2 separate regions of the Mus musculus genome follow, and region 1 is linked to region 2. The links are chromatin contacts, called in public Hi-C maps. All regions are on one chromosome and are shown on one strand. The core of a region is the stretch at or near the end of the contact, and the rest is flanking DNA. Distances in the headings are between cores, read along the strand shown.

Region 1 (7,371 bases), core at 1,093-3,592, 47 kb after region 2:
ATATTAAAAAAAAGCTCTGATAGAAATTTCTGGGATATATTCCAGTCTGTACTTAGAAAATGAAATGAAATGAAATGAAATTGGTGGGACCCATTCCTCTGCGAGTGTTTTATGAAGGTCACATATGTGCACACAGATGTATATGAATGTATTTTAAGTGAGCTTATATTTACTATGCTCTCAAAAGCCATTATCGTCTCTTATGTTTGGGTAGACATGGGAACAAGACCCTGACACATTCCTGATCATCATAAAGGGAGCCGGAGGAAAGGCCTTCTGTGCTGGAGGGGACATCAAAGGTAAAACGCCTGCCCACTGTAAACTCTTACCTCACTACAACTAATACATATGGAAGTGCTTGAGATAGTTTTTGTTTAGTTTGCTTTTTAGAATTGTTTGTTGTATGTTAACAATTTTTTACAAGTTAAAGTTTAAAATATGGAGAATTTGTTACCATTCGAATGGGGATTTTATTTTATTACAAATGTCCAGTGCTGAAGTTTAGATATTTTGTTCTTCTCTTGTGACATGTGTCCCGCCCCTAGTATCACCAACATCACCGCCATGTGAAGGACTTACTGTTTTCCAAACCCGCTGTGTGCAGACTCTGTTACTTTCCTACCTCTCACAATTCAGAGCAGGAATCTTGCGTGAACAGAGTTAGAGTTAGAGTCTATTGTGTTAATACTATAATATGATTAAACACACATAAATGAAGATTTGCTTTTTTTTAATTATTGCTCAATTCAGTTTACGTATTTAACTAAAATGATAAGTATTTGTTCTCGAGAGAGAGTTTATGAACTCACTGCTGTCACTGTGGTTGTCCCGCTGAAAGGAATTTTTGCAGTATGTTCCTTCTTACGGAGTTGCTACGGCTAGGGGATTTTCTTCGTTTTTGTTCTAATTTTATGTAATTTTAAAATTATGTATGAATTTGCTTGATTATTAAAAGACAACCTTTGTTCACCAAATTTACAAGTTTATGTAAACCACTGCATTATGAGTAGGAAGGAAACCCATGTAGCGTCAGGATCGGAGTCACATGATCACTCAGATTAAAGTAACTGCAAGTTAAAATTGCTTCATGATGGAAAACTTAATTGCTTAAAGCGATGTGTTAACCGAATTGTGGTTTTGCCTACAACATGAATTCTTTAGGTGTGTATGCATTATACATACATCTGTGCCTGTGTGTGCATGTGTGTGACTGTGTGTATGTGTGTGTGCCTGTGTACTTATGACTGTGTATATGAATGCTGGAATACCTGTGACTGCATACACATGTGATATAAAATGTGTGTGTGTGCACGTGTATATCTATAACTGTATGTGTGTGAGACTGTGTGTGTGCATGTTCCTGTGTACCTGTATGTGTGTGCATGAGATACTGTGTGTGTGAGAGAGACTTTGTGTGAATGTGTGACTATGTACCTGTATGTGTGGCACATGTTTGTCTGTGTGCGTACCTGTATGCCTTTGCCTATGTGTGTGTGCACCAAATGCCTGTGCCTGTGTGTGTTATACTTGTGTTTGTGGTGTGTGTGTATACATATGTACAACTGCATGTACACTAAGAGTCAAACCTGAGTCTCATACATGCCTGTGCTCAATCTCTTAATGAGTGTACCATGAATATTGTAAAATTATTGTTCATTTCCCCCAGGGGGCCTTTTCTTTAGAGTAGGGCTACAATCTTGTCAGGCTCCTTATTGGAACACCAAATGCTTTGATTGAGGTTAGCTGCTTTGAGTTGTGAGCAGTTTTTGAAAATGAGTTGTTCTAGTTTGAGTCACTGTTCTGTGATGAAACGCTGTTACCAAAACAACTTACAGGAGGAAGGGCTTATTTTAGCCTATGGTTCTGGGGGAGAGTCTGAGACAGGGAGGAATGGTAGTAGGCAGCCAGAGCAGGGCACTGAGAGAGCTGGGGTTATCTCCATCTTTAAGTGGGGTGAGGCTGTCCCAGTGATTATAACTCTCAGGCCCTCTCCAAACAGCACCACAACCCATGGCCAAGTGTTCAGATAGCTGAGCCTACTGGGGACATTTCTAACATAAATACCACCCACAACTGACTTTATAGTCTTCTTTAGACACAGTAGAAGTTCCATAATTGTTCTAGCGTATATGTACAAAACAATGCATGTGATTTCTAGAAAATTCTACAATAAGTAGATACTTTAAAGGTGAATGTAATTTAATTTTAATTTATATGTAACTAGGTGATTTATATAAAATTAGCTTAAAATAAAATTAGAAGGAACCCTGAGGAAGTTTGGGGGTGAAGTTAGAGTCTGAGAGTTGGTAGGGAAGCCTTTAGCTCAGCAAAGGGCAACAGATAAGGGTTTTCCCCTTCAGGAACTATCCCTCATTTGCATCATAATAGCAGTCTCAACAGATCTTTCTTAGGAGACTCTAGTTGGCCCTTGGTGTCTGACATTCTGCCTTATGGATTCAACTTACTATAGATGGGAAATATTTGGGAAAAATTTTGTACCAAATAGGTACAACCTTTTTGTCTTCTCTTTCTCCTCTAGATGCCATGTGGCAACAGTTTACGCTAGGTGTTATAGATCACCTAAAGGAGACTCACAGTGCATAGTATGATACCATCCCCTCCAAGAAACTTGGGCATCTGTGGATTTTGGTGCCTGGGTCAGTTAGTATGCCACAGTGGCCACAGAATTTGGAGTGATACTTACATGTACTGTCCTCTTAAATGACACAAACATTGGATCAGGTACAGGGAAGTGGCTGTGAAACTTCCATGCTCTCTTGGCTGTGTGAAACTTCCTCATGGGGATCTATTAAATCTCGAATTTCAGAGCTCAGAGCAAAGCACAAACATAAACCAATGGCATTGTTCAGGATATATTCTCTTGATAAATTATCTGTAATTATTCTGGAGCCTTTGGATTTTCTGAAGACTTCATTATGTAAGCATGAGTTTAACTTAGAATGACATGCAGAAATGTGATTGGTGAATAGGTCTAAGCTAATGCAAGTAACCAAGTGGGACACTGCTTCCTCTGCTCATTTTTTTCCTCTGAAGTCTGGAAGAGGACTCTTCAAATGAGGGTCTTGTGATACAGGTCAGAATGTCTCTATAACCAGCTCTAAGTAGTGGGAGGGAAAGAACAGAGACTGTGACCTGCTTTGAGCAGAGAGGTTCTAGTGTTTGTGACCTACTTTGAAAAGGGACTTAAGGAGCCAGAAACTGTGGGTGAAAGATCAGATTGTGTGTGTGTGTGTGTGTGTGTGTGTGTGTGATGTACTTACAAAAGAATTTTTCTTTGAAAATTTGACATTGGATCATGGGTCTCTGCCAAAGGGTAATGTGTCACCAACATGGGTAACTTCAAACATTAAAGCCATCTGACAGTTCCCCTGCTTTCAGCACTTAATGATATCTGAGACTGTATTGACCAGAAGCCGTCTTTATGATTTGTAGTTGCTCTTGCCTTCATTTTCTTCTCTTTTCCTCCTTCCTTAGCACTCTCAGAAGCTAAAAAAGCAAGACAGAATTTAACTCAAGATTTATTCAGAGAAGAATACATCTTGAACAATGCAATTGGTATGTGTGTGATCTGCTCTGAGCTTTGAACATGGAATCCAGAGATGGAACGGCACTGTAGTCTGTTAAAATGCAACCAATAGGCACTCTTTATGGAAACATTCCTACTGATCATACTGATAAAATTATTTTCTTTGTTATAGAATAATTATATTGTCTTTGTTAAAATCAATTGAAAATATGGATTCTTGATCATTTAGTTAGCTTTTTCAGAAGACAAGAAAACTTGGGTCCCAGGTTTCTAAACAAAATAAAGTACCATTTTCTATTTCTCTGGGAACTCTGGAGTGGAAATTTCTAGAGTCAGAGTTCTAGGTTTCTATGCAAGTCAAGTGACATTTACTTTAGCCAAACATGTTTTGAAAAGTTAAATTAATACAACATTTGTATCCATAAGTCTAGACATAGTAGCAATATTCTGATTTTGCATCAAGTTGTAAGTTATGGTTCGGTCTCCTTTGTGGTTTTCTAGCTTAGGGTCACAGTTCACTGTTCAGAATTGGTGTTGACTCCTGTACTTCTGTACTGTCCGTTATTGTCAATATTCCCATGTTATCTAGTCTACGGTTATACATAAGAGGAACTTTCTGGTTTTTACTGATAGAGATGGCTGAGCCCTTGTATTTTGTACTCTAGAGACCAATTGTTGGTTTACTTAGAAATAAATATGGAATGGATATGTTATATAACTTTGTTTCCAAAATTTCCCAGAGACTTTTTTTTTTTGTACACATCTTTTGTCTTGACTACCCTTGGATTTTTCTCTTTTAACTTAAGAATTGTTTTGCCTAATTATACAAAAATTTCTATAGAAACCTGGGAATATGTAATCCAGAGGCCTCAAGTTTAATCCCTAGGCTTGGGATGACAGGTAGGCAGGCAGGCAGGCAGACAGACAGACAGACAGATGTTCAGAAGAGGACTGAATATACAAGAATGAGTGACTATGAGAAAGAAAGTAAGAATAGCTGGTTAGCAGCTGTGCAAGTGCAGACTGGAAAGACAGCAACTTGTTCCACACTATCAAGGAGAACTGGCAGCTTTCATAGTAGTCTTTGCATGAATCTTTGTGGAGTTATAATTTATAGTATAATACCATACATGCTCAATTGTTTTTAGAAGATTAACAAGTTGTACAGCTGCATGTGTGTTGTCCATTTCAAGAGCCACTGAACTTTTGAAATGTGGCTAATGTAACCAAGAAACTAAATTTTAAATGTGGATATGTTGTGTGAAGTTTTAGCTACTCCACTTTATGCTTCTTACTGGATATGTTTCCAGCCACCTGCCCAGCAACTCTTTGGTTCCGTGAATGAAAGACACACAGACACACACGCACACACACACCCCTCAGTTAATCTTAATATGCTGAGACTGGCTCAAGGCTGGGCAGTTTTAATTATCTGCCCAGCTATTATAGATTTCCCTCTGGTACTCATGACTCACCTCCTTATGATCTATCTTTGCTGCCTAAGACACTTCTGAGCAGCCCTTCCAGGGGCTGCATTCCTTCTTACCTACATTTTAGATGATCTTCCCTCTGCAGCTCTAAATCTGATCCCGTCTTCCCCGCCCTACACACAGTTAAGGAGATCTCATCTCCTCCTTTCTGCTGTGCTAGTCCCCATAACTCTTAAGGGTCCAGCACCGTCTCTCTGCCCAGCCATTGGCCACTGGATTCTTTATTGATCAATCAAAAAGCAATTAGGGACAAGTACCTTCAGCGTTTGGACACGCAGATTCATGATTGAATCAAAGCATTAGAACCAATATCCAACACTGATAAATTATAATTTAATAGAAATGGTTCCATGTGGCCAATAAGTACTCATATTTTCATGAAATAAAAAGAAATAGAAAACATTTAGGTAATATAAAGATAGTATTTGGTAAAATATTAAAAGTATATGTAGAGGAAAGGTATATATAGAGAAAATCAAAAGGTAAAAATTCTATACATTGTGGCATTATAGTCAACAAGGAATTTAGCAGACTCTGGCTTAATGTCCTGCATTAGTTATTGCTTAATGTTTTATATATGAAATATGCATGTCTGTAGATGTTGATGTGGGGTGAGTGTCTATATCTCTACCACAATCAATAATTTCTTTTGTAGCTTTTAAAGAACTTCGCATATAGACCTTGTTTGTGTGAAGTCTGAGCTGTGCTTTGTCTGTGAATACTTTGGGAATTTCCAGATGGGTCAGAATACAGCTCTGTCTCGGTCTTCACCAGTAGAAGTTAGGTCAGGTTCTTCCTCTTAGTCCCATACTCCCAGAAATAAGACTCAGACTCAAAATACAGTTACAAATACCTTGCCATATAGCTAGACTCTTCTCTGATTAGATCATAACTTAAAATAACTCATATATTCTACTCTACATTTTGTCATGTGGCTGGTTACCAGTGCCCAGGTACCATATGCTCATCTCATGATGTAATTCCAGGCAAATCTCTTGTGCTGGGCACTCTCCCAGAATTCTTTCTGCCTCTCAGATGTCCCACCTCTCATTTCTTGCTTAAGCCATAGGCCATCAGATTTATTATTAACAGGTGCCATATTCATACAGACACAAGATATTCTCTCTACATACATCAGGCGTAGTATTGTTAGTAAACTGTGACAAAAACCTTGTACTTTGTGTTTTTATTATGTTCTGCTTCCTCTCTGAGAAGAAATCCTATAAAAGGAAATAGAGACAGTAAATGTTTATGTGATTCATAGAATTTTTTTCAAACAGGGATATCTGAGGATGTATGTTATAGATGAGGACACACTTGTGTATGACATATATGAAACACTTATCTAATATGTGCATGTCATATATAACTCACATGGCTATCACTCAGTGCCTTCTGAGTTGCCTCTTCACTTAATAGTAAAGTAAGACTGGAGTCTGGGTCTGACCCCTTCCATCTGTGTTTGTTCTTCTGTGTACTTCTCTGTGTGTCTCCAGATGCTATCATTGTATAGATAGTAGACATGCTCTTTAACGCACAGCTGGGTATGTGGCCTATAAGGTAGATGTTAGTTATTTTTCTTAGCTGCCAAGTAATTCAAAACTTGCATGTTTCTGACATAAGGCTGAGTTGTTAAATGATGAGTATTTTTACCATGATTGTATATGACTTGATGTTTAAATATCATTTACATTACAGCCCATGTAATAGTCTTGATTTTCTTTAAACATTATCTAAGGAAACTAGAGTATGCATAGTATGACTTTTGGAAAGAAGATGTTTTAGATATTCTAACCAAAGCTCTCTTTGTTCTAGCATCTTGTCAGAAACCATATGTTGCCCTTATTGATGGAATCACAATGGGTGGGGTAAGTGGACCTTTTGTTATTTTCATTGTATAAATAAGTTGTATTAAAATAATGATTATTTCATAAAAATTAGACAGTGAGTGTAATATAATACAGCTTACTGGAACAAATGTTCATTTCAGTTTCAGATTTTGGGAGATTTGGGATATAAATTGTATTGGAGCACTTTAGATTCTTTAACCCAAAAGATCATTTTTTATGTTCTTAATTATGCTATAACCTATTTTAATCCTTGTAGTTAGCAAACTGTTTTAAGCAACAGAAACTTATTTCTTTGTGTGTGTGTGTGTGTGTGTGTGTGTGTGTGTGTGTGTGTGTGTGTGCGCGCGCGCACGCGCGCGTGATAAGGGGGTAACATATAAGAGAGTATATGAGCATGCATCTGCCATGGTGCATGGGTAGAGGTCAGCCTTGTTTGTCAGCCTTCACCTCTGCCTTCTTTGAGCCAAGCTTCTTGTTGTTTTTC
Region 2 (6,850 bases), core at 4,307-6,806:
TTGCCAGGCCTAGCAGGACAGAACCCACCATCTTTGTTCCCACTACCCAGAACCAGGTGCTCACTTAAACAGCTGTTTCAAGATATGGAAGAGAGCAACATGAAATTCCATTGAATTATCAGTAAAGGAACTGATAAAAGAGTATTTATAACATCATTAGTTTAAAAAGATCAGAGCACTAAACAATATGCCTGGCTTATTAAAACCACAGAGTACTCTTGCATTCCTGCTAATTTTAACCATAAACTGCTTAATATTTATCTCCCTGATCTTATTCTTATTTTTATTTCCCCCATTTTCTATTAATGAGGCTTATAATCACTCATATCTCCTTTTTTCATTTGTTTTTTTTTTTTTCAAGACAGGGTTTCCTCTATGTAACACTGTCTGTCCTGAACCTCACTCTGTAGACCAGGCTGGATCTGCCTGTCTCTGCCTCCCAAGTGCTGGGATTAAAGGTGTACACCACCACCACCTCTTAGCTATCACTCATATCTCTAAAACAGACTTCTACTCATTCCTAATACAAACTGAGGTTGTACACAAGTCCTGTAAATTCTAAGGAGTTGAGTAGAGGTAAGTTCTGAAGTTTGGTAGTTCAACTCCTCATTGAAAAGACTGCTACAGGGCTCTAGGAGCTAGCCTGGAGAGACAGAGCATCAGCTAAGAGCACGGGATGGTCTTCTAGAGGTTGATTTGAGGCATCCATGTGACTCACAACTGTTTGTAACTCCATTTGCAGGGGCTCTGACACTCTGTAGCCTCCCTGAGCACCAGACATGAATTGATGAACACACACACACACACACACACACACACACACACACACATTCTCTCTCTCTCTCTCTCTCTCTCTCAAACACATACACAGAGAGAGAGAGACAGACAGACAGACAGAGAGAGGAGGGGGTGTAAATATTCGTAGGTCATTTTCTAATAAAAATCTCAATCATTCGATTTTACCAATGAAGACTTGGGAGCCAGATGCTGGGGTGGAAAGTCTGCTAGCTTAGAGAGGAAGAGGAAGCACCCAGCTGACCTTCCTCAGCAGATGTCCCAGAAGGAATGCCTTTTCTCACACCACCACAAAAACCTTTTTCAAACTGCATGCCCCTGCCTTCTAATTCCTGTGTGTCTCTCTATCCATCCTCCTGACCCCTTCTTACTCACTATGGATTTTTCTTAGTAATCCTGTGCTCACACCCTGTCATCTAGTTGCCTGCTCTGCCTCTTCACCAACTTTAGATGCTTTTATTTAATCCTGTTTACAATATTCAAGCTGAAAACTCTTGGATTAAAGGTGTGTGCTAAGGCTGAGCGACACTACAACTAAAAACAGGTTTTTCCGGTAAATAATACAATCTTGGGATGCCCAGTGTGATCAAATGCAACACCAAACACATAAAAAAAGGTAAGCTGCTAATAAGAAAAGCCAGGGCATCACCATTTACCAAATTATGTTTTCCTGAAGCAAAATTAAGATTTGGTCATTTTAGTTTTCTCCACTGGTTATTTATACCAATGGGAAGCTTAGCATTGTCACATACATTTAAATAGCACTGGTAAAGTTAGCTAAATTAGTTTAAACTTAGATAATTAATTTAAGAGATTTAAAGTATTCAGCTGTAAGCCTGGCATAGTGGCGCTCACCTTTAACCCCAGCACTTGGGAGCAGAGGCAAGTGGATCTCTGAGTTGGAGGCTAGCATGGTCTACACAGCGAGTTCCAGGACAACCAGAGCTACATAGAAAAGCCCTAAATCCAAAAAACAGAAAAAAGAATTTAGTCGCTTAAGGTTAAAACCATCATGCAATTAACCTCCCTTTCTAACAATGGAGGAAGGAAGGAAGGAAGGAAGGAAGGAAGGAAGGAAGGAAGGAAGGAGGGAAGGAAGGAGAAATGGAAAGGAAAATAAATTCGAATACATTCCCCATTGTGATAATCAACCTTAATGAATATTTTTAATTCTATGTTATTTGTTTTTATATAAATGGCTATTTTTATGGTCAAATATAGGTTGTTTTTGGACAGGTTTGTAAGTCATTTCAGCAAAAGCTATAGATAAATTATTTGAAACTGCATGCTGATTTGCTGACTTTCTTCTTTCATCAGAAAGAGGTAACATACATCTACTATGTGATAATATCGGGGCAATGGTTTCCTATGGACTACTGGTCATTGTAAATTAAAGATGCATTTATTAATTATGCATTAATAAGGAGGTCAGGAAGATGGCTCCTTCAGTAACATGTCTGTTGTGCAAGCATGAGGAGCTGGATTCCAATTCCTGGCACACACATAAAAAGCTGGGCACGCCTGTAATTCCAACCCGGGGACGGGAGCAGAGAGCTCCTGGGATCTGTAGCAAGCGTCACTGAATTGGGGAACTCAGGTTCAGTGAGGCCCTGTCTCAAAAATGAAGTTGGAGAATAGTTGAAGATGACCTGAAGTCAACCTCTGGTTTCCATGAATGAGCATACATGTGTGCACACACACTGGAACATTTACATACAAATATACCACACATACACAACAGCAACAATAAAAGATTCAGTAATCAGGACATTCCTATGACCCTAGGACTCTGGGGAGGAAAGAAGACAAAAGAAGGAGAATCAGTTCAAGACCAACCCCAGCTGCCTATTTGAGGCAGCCTGGACTACATAAGACTATCTTTTTTAAAATCCACTCATGGAAAAACTTAATAATATGAAAAGACTCGATTAACATTGTGCATATCATGATGGAAATGAAATCACCAAAATATGTTTACAAGCATACACTTACAACAATCACCAGAATAATAAGATATGTAGATTTCTTAAATGGGCAATATTACATAAATAAATATTATATAAATAAAACCTCAGTTTTATTAAAGAACCTTTTATATAGATGAATCCTGAATGATTCACAGCTATTCACAGTTTGGCAACAGTGCACTCTCACCTGCAGATTTCAGGACTGCCTAGGTATTTGTCATTGCTTATGCTTTTAAAAAGTTACCATCGCTGTCTATTTTAATTGTATTTTTGAAATTATGACTTGTAAAGTACTAAGTTGTGGGGTATGGAGGGAGCTCAGTCAGTAAGGTGGATTCCAAACATGCCTGGGGCCCTGGGATCCGTCCCCAACCTTGCACAATCACCTAGTGTGGTGGCACTCGCCTGTAATGCCAGCACTGGAGAGGGGGAAACAGGAAACTCAAGCTCAAGGCCACCCTCTGCCTCCCAGGGTTTGAGTCCAGTCTGGGACACCTGAGACCCTAACTTTGTAGCTAAACACTGCGACCAAGTTGCAACCAAGTATCTTTTTGTGTAGGTGGTTGTGGTATATGTGCGAGTGCATGCATGCATGGTCCAGTGTTTGTAGATGCCTGTGTGCATGCATTTGGAAGCCCAAAGCTGAAGTTTGGTGTCTCCATTTATTTATTGTAGCAGGGTCTCTCACTGAAGCTGGAGCTCACTACAGCTACCCTAGCTAGTCAGCCTGTCCTAAGAATCCACCTCTGCCTCCCGAATGCTGGTAGTGCTAGATGAAGGCTAGGCCTACCCACCTTTTGTATGGGTTCTTGAGACAGGGACTACTTCTTCAGTGAGCCATGCCCCTCCCCACCTCTGTCTAGCCTTCTACTATTATCTTCCATTGTTAGTAAACAGCTACGTTTAGGAAACACAACTCCATACTAATTGTGAGAAACAGGAAGCAACACTTTTATTTCCAAACTAACCCAGACAAAAGCCCAACATTGAGTCATTCTGAGCTTCTTAGGACACCCTAAGTATTTTAAGGAAGACATTTATACAAGACTCCCACCTGGGGAAAGTCCACATCTGTGCCACTCTTTAAAATGGAAGATGTTTGTTTTTAATTGATTACTTATTTATCTTTTAGGCAGTTTTGGTGTAACATGAAATAGAATAAAGCATCATTTTTCTAATTATTATTCAAGATCGAAGTAAAAGAGGAAATACCTATATAACGATTTACCTTTATTGCTTGTATTTTTATTGGCCTTCTGTGTCTAAAAATAAATTAGAATTTTTTCTCCAATTACTCCAAGTACAAGTATAATCTAAATGTGCAATAATGAACTTCACACTACAGAGTGAGAGTCTAAGGTGCAAGTGGTGGCTTAGTTCAAAAACTTGCAAAGAAGAGTTCTTAGTCTATTCAAAAACTGAAGTGTAACTTTATGTGTCTTACACAGTCTTCTTCATTGCTAAGAATTAACTGCAAAAGTATTATAAAAGTCCTTTAAATGTAAGTTCTTAAGAAAACAGCAAACAGGCACGTGCAGGGGTTAAAATCGGCTTTCCCGTTGCCTGTATTTTCCCTTTCATTCTGTACTTTCAGATGCCTGACTGAGGTCATCTTGCTAGTCCATCAGCCAAAAGTAGTCCCTGGGGTTGTTTTCTTCCTTAGATTGTTACCAGGTGGGTGGACCTAAGTCTTACCATCTGATTAAAACTGGGAATTAAGGGCAAGGAGCCAAAAAAGCAAAGCAAAACAAAACAAAACAGAAAGATTCATTCTGCATGGGATACATATATATTAAGAGTCCTGTCCGCACGGCCTCAAGCCGCAGTCCTTTTGACGCGAACACCCTCACACAGTGGGCAAACTTCCACGTGTTCCGGTCCTAGTTTTAAGGACAGAAATCTCCAAAGTACACACCGCGCTTGTTAACGTGTATTCCCTAGATTTTTCTTTCACACCTCATGTCTGACAGTCCATATGATTTTTACCAAAGCCAGGTTAGATAATTTAGATGACACCCTTCTATGCTGTCCACACCCACTGCCTAGACATGTCTCACAAAACCATACTTCAAAATGTAGAAAAAATATACCCCCGGACTGTTTAGTCTACACCCATCCAATGGGTCTCTAGAGACAGTCAACGTGGATCCACGTTAGAAGCATCTCTCAGGCAAACTGCTCCCCTACTTCTTGACAGCTACGCCACCTACCCGTGGAACCTGGGCCTCTGCTTCTGACCATTCTCAGATCACCTCATTCAACCTAGAGGCTAGTGGTAGGAATGGAAAGAACCGAGCAGAAGAAGCTACTCTGCGGGCGATTGGATTTCTTTCGGTGGCTTCTGCAGAGCTAAGGGGGCGGCGTGATCCGCGAGCTTAGCCTCTCGGTTCGGGGTTCGGGCTCTGTGTGGGTGGGCACGGGCAGGCCGGAGAGGCCTCGATGCAGCGACCCGGTACCTCGCAGGCCCAGGCGCCGAGGCCAGTAGCCTTCGGCCGGAGACCGACTCACCTGCCCTCTGCAGAGGCGATGGAGCGCGCGAGGCTCGCGGGGACCCAAATGCGCGGAGGTGGAGACGCTGGACACCGGGGAGGGGTGGCGAAAGCAGGAAAGCGGATTACCTAAGCGAGGATGCAGAGCCCCAAGGAGGATACAGCCTTTCCCAGAGAAACGGAAGAGGCGGAGGAGGGGCGAGAGAGGAGGAAGGGAGTGCCAACGCCTGGAGGTGGTCGCGCTGGGACCTGGCGCAATCCTCCTGTGGCGGGCACAGCCGGAGGGCAAGCCGCCAGGAAAACACCGGAGGTCACCGCAGCGAAGGCGGGGAGGCGCCCTGCCTCTCTTGGCTCCAGCAGTGCAGCCCAGTTTCTGCCAGGTCCCGGCCCCGCCTCTTTCCCCCGGGGCGGGTGGCCTCTTGCTTCTGGGGCGGGCGAGGGCATCCCACGCCAGCCAGCCTGAGTCTGGCCTCCGCGACGTCACAAGTGAAGCTTTGTCAATTTGCTTGAGAGGGCCAGAAAGGTCAGGGTTGCCTCAACCACAGTTCTTGGTGTGCATTGTTTCTTCAGAAGCACCCAAAAAGTCTTTGAGAATATTCCTCCTCCATTCATTTGAACCCTTGGTGTTATGGGTTTGACAGATGGTTTGAAGCTGTGAAGTTGGACTTCCTGCTAGAATGAGTCCCCCTGTTCTAATAGAAGCGTCTAGGTTCCTACATGTTTGTTTAGTCAAAGCAGTGTCTTCTGGACCTTATTAGTTGTGGGTCAAGGCCCAGCCAGGCAAGAAGCACATGTTGGGTGGGAAACTCATCTCTTGCTGCAACCCTTTTAAACTAATGCTCAGTGTGACTTAAAGATATAGTTGGGAGTGGTAGGTGGAAATAGAAATGGGTGGTGATGGACAAAGGGCAGCAAGGGTAAGAATTTTAAAAAGGGCAACATTCAACTTTGGGATAGAAGGGGCTCAGAGTCTCTGTGAGTGCTCTGGGCCCTTCTGTCCTGGTAAGATTTATCCGGCTTCCCTGTGATTTATTCTGTGGCTGGAACTGGGAAGCACTTCAACAATTCTAGCCTGCAGGCTTTCTCATCAACCTCTCCCCAAGCTCCCATTTATTTATGCGCAGTACTGCGATGGCACCTCACCCACTTCCATTCCCCATCCGCCTTCCATTCACTCACAGGTTCAGTGGATTCAGCCTTCTTTCTCACTTTTACTTTGTTTTGTTTTGTTTTTGGTAAGAGTCTCACTTTATAACCCTTGCTGGCCTCAAATTCGCTATCCTCCTGCTTCTGCCTTCTGGGTGCTGGGAGTACAGATGGGTGCTACCATGCCTAGATCCTCATATTGTCCTTTAGTTCCATTCTCTTAAGTCCATTCTTGGTGTTACAGCTGATATTAATTATGAAATCATATCCATGACAGCAAAATCAAGGAATAATATAAATGTGACATTTACCATAAGGAAATGGGAGTAGATTTGTATCTAGGAGCAGAACTGGGGAGGGGCTAGAGTAGGAGCTATGACTCTAGCCCATTTCTCTGCAGGTGCAGAGACCACCCTACAATACGTATCTCACTGGATCACTTGCTTGCTCTGA

What was found. Hi-C and Micro-C count contacts between places; a contact is called where the count stands out from the background.
Region 1: a Hi-C map of the MNK3 cell line shows a contact between it and region 2, with 4 times the contacts expected there. The contact joins the enhancer-like site here to the promoter of Inpp1 in region 2. A contact is called at or near these places in 19 of 484 Hi-C or Micro-C datasets (the 3T3-L1 cell line, CD4 T cells, ECoMG myeloid progenitors and 14 more), 1 of 115 datasets of contacts at active chromatin or transcription factors (the HPC-7 cell line) and 2 of 9 other capture datasets (adipose tissue and pancreatic islet).

Annotation. Positions count from the first base shown.
Region 1 is chr1:52,862,054-52,869,424 of GRCm38.p6, forward strand. It overlaps Hibch (3-hydroxyisobutyryl-Coenzyme A hydrolase), which reads left to right. Exons shown (of 14, transcript NM_146108.2): 4 at 215-299; 5 at 3,496-3,576; 6 at 6,853-6,905. Among named protein-coding and RNA genes, the nearest start is that of Hibch, 21 kb to the left of the region's middle. Within about 2 kb of position 2,343, at least 9 of the 459 cell types and tissues checked have an H3K27ac peak or open chromatin away from gene starts, as enhancers often do. A contact at or near this core is called in the MNK3 cell line, Th17 cells and granulosa cells, where this site is marked.
Region 2 is chr1:52,812,132-52,818,981 of GRCm38.p6, forward strand. It overlaps Inpp1 (inositol polyphosphate-1-phosphatase), which reads right to left and starts at 5,557. Exons shown (of 6, transcript NM_008384.2): 1 at 5,271-5,557.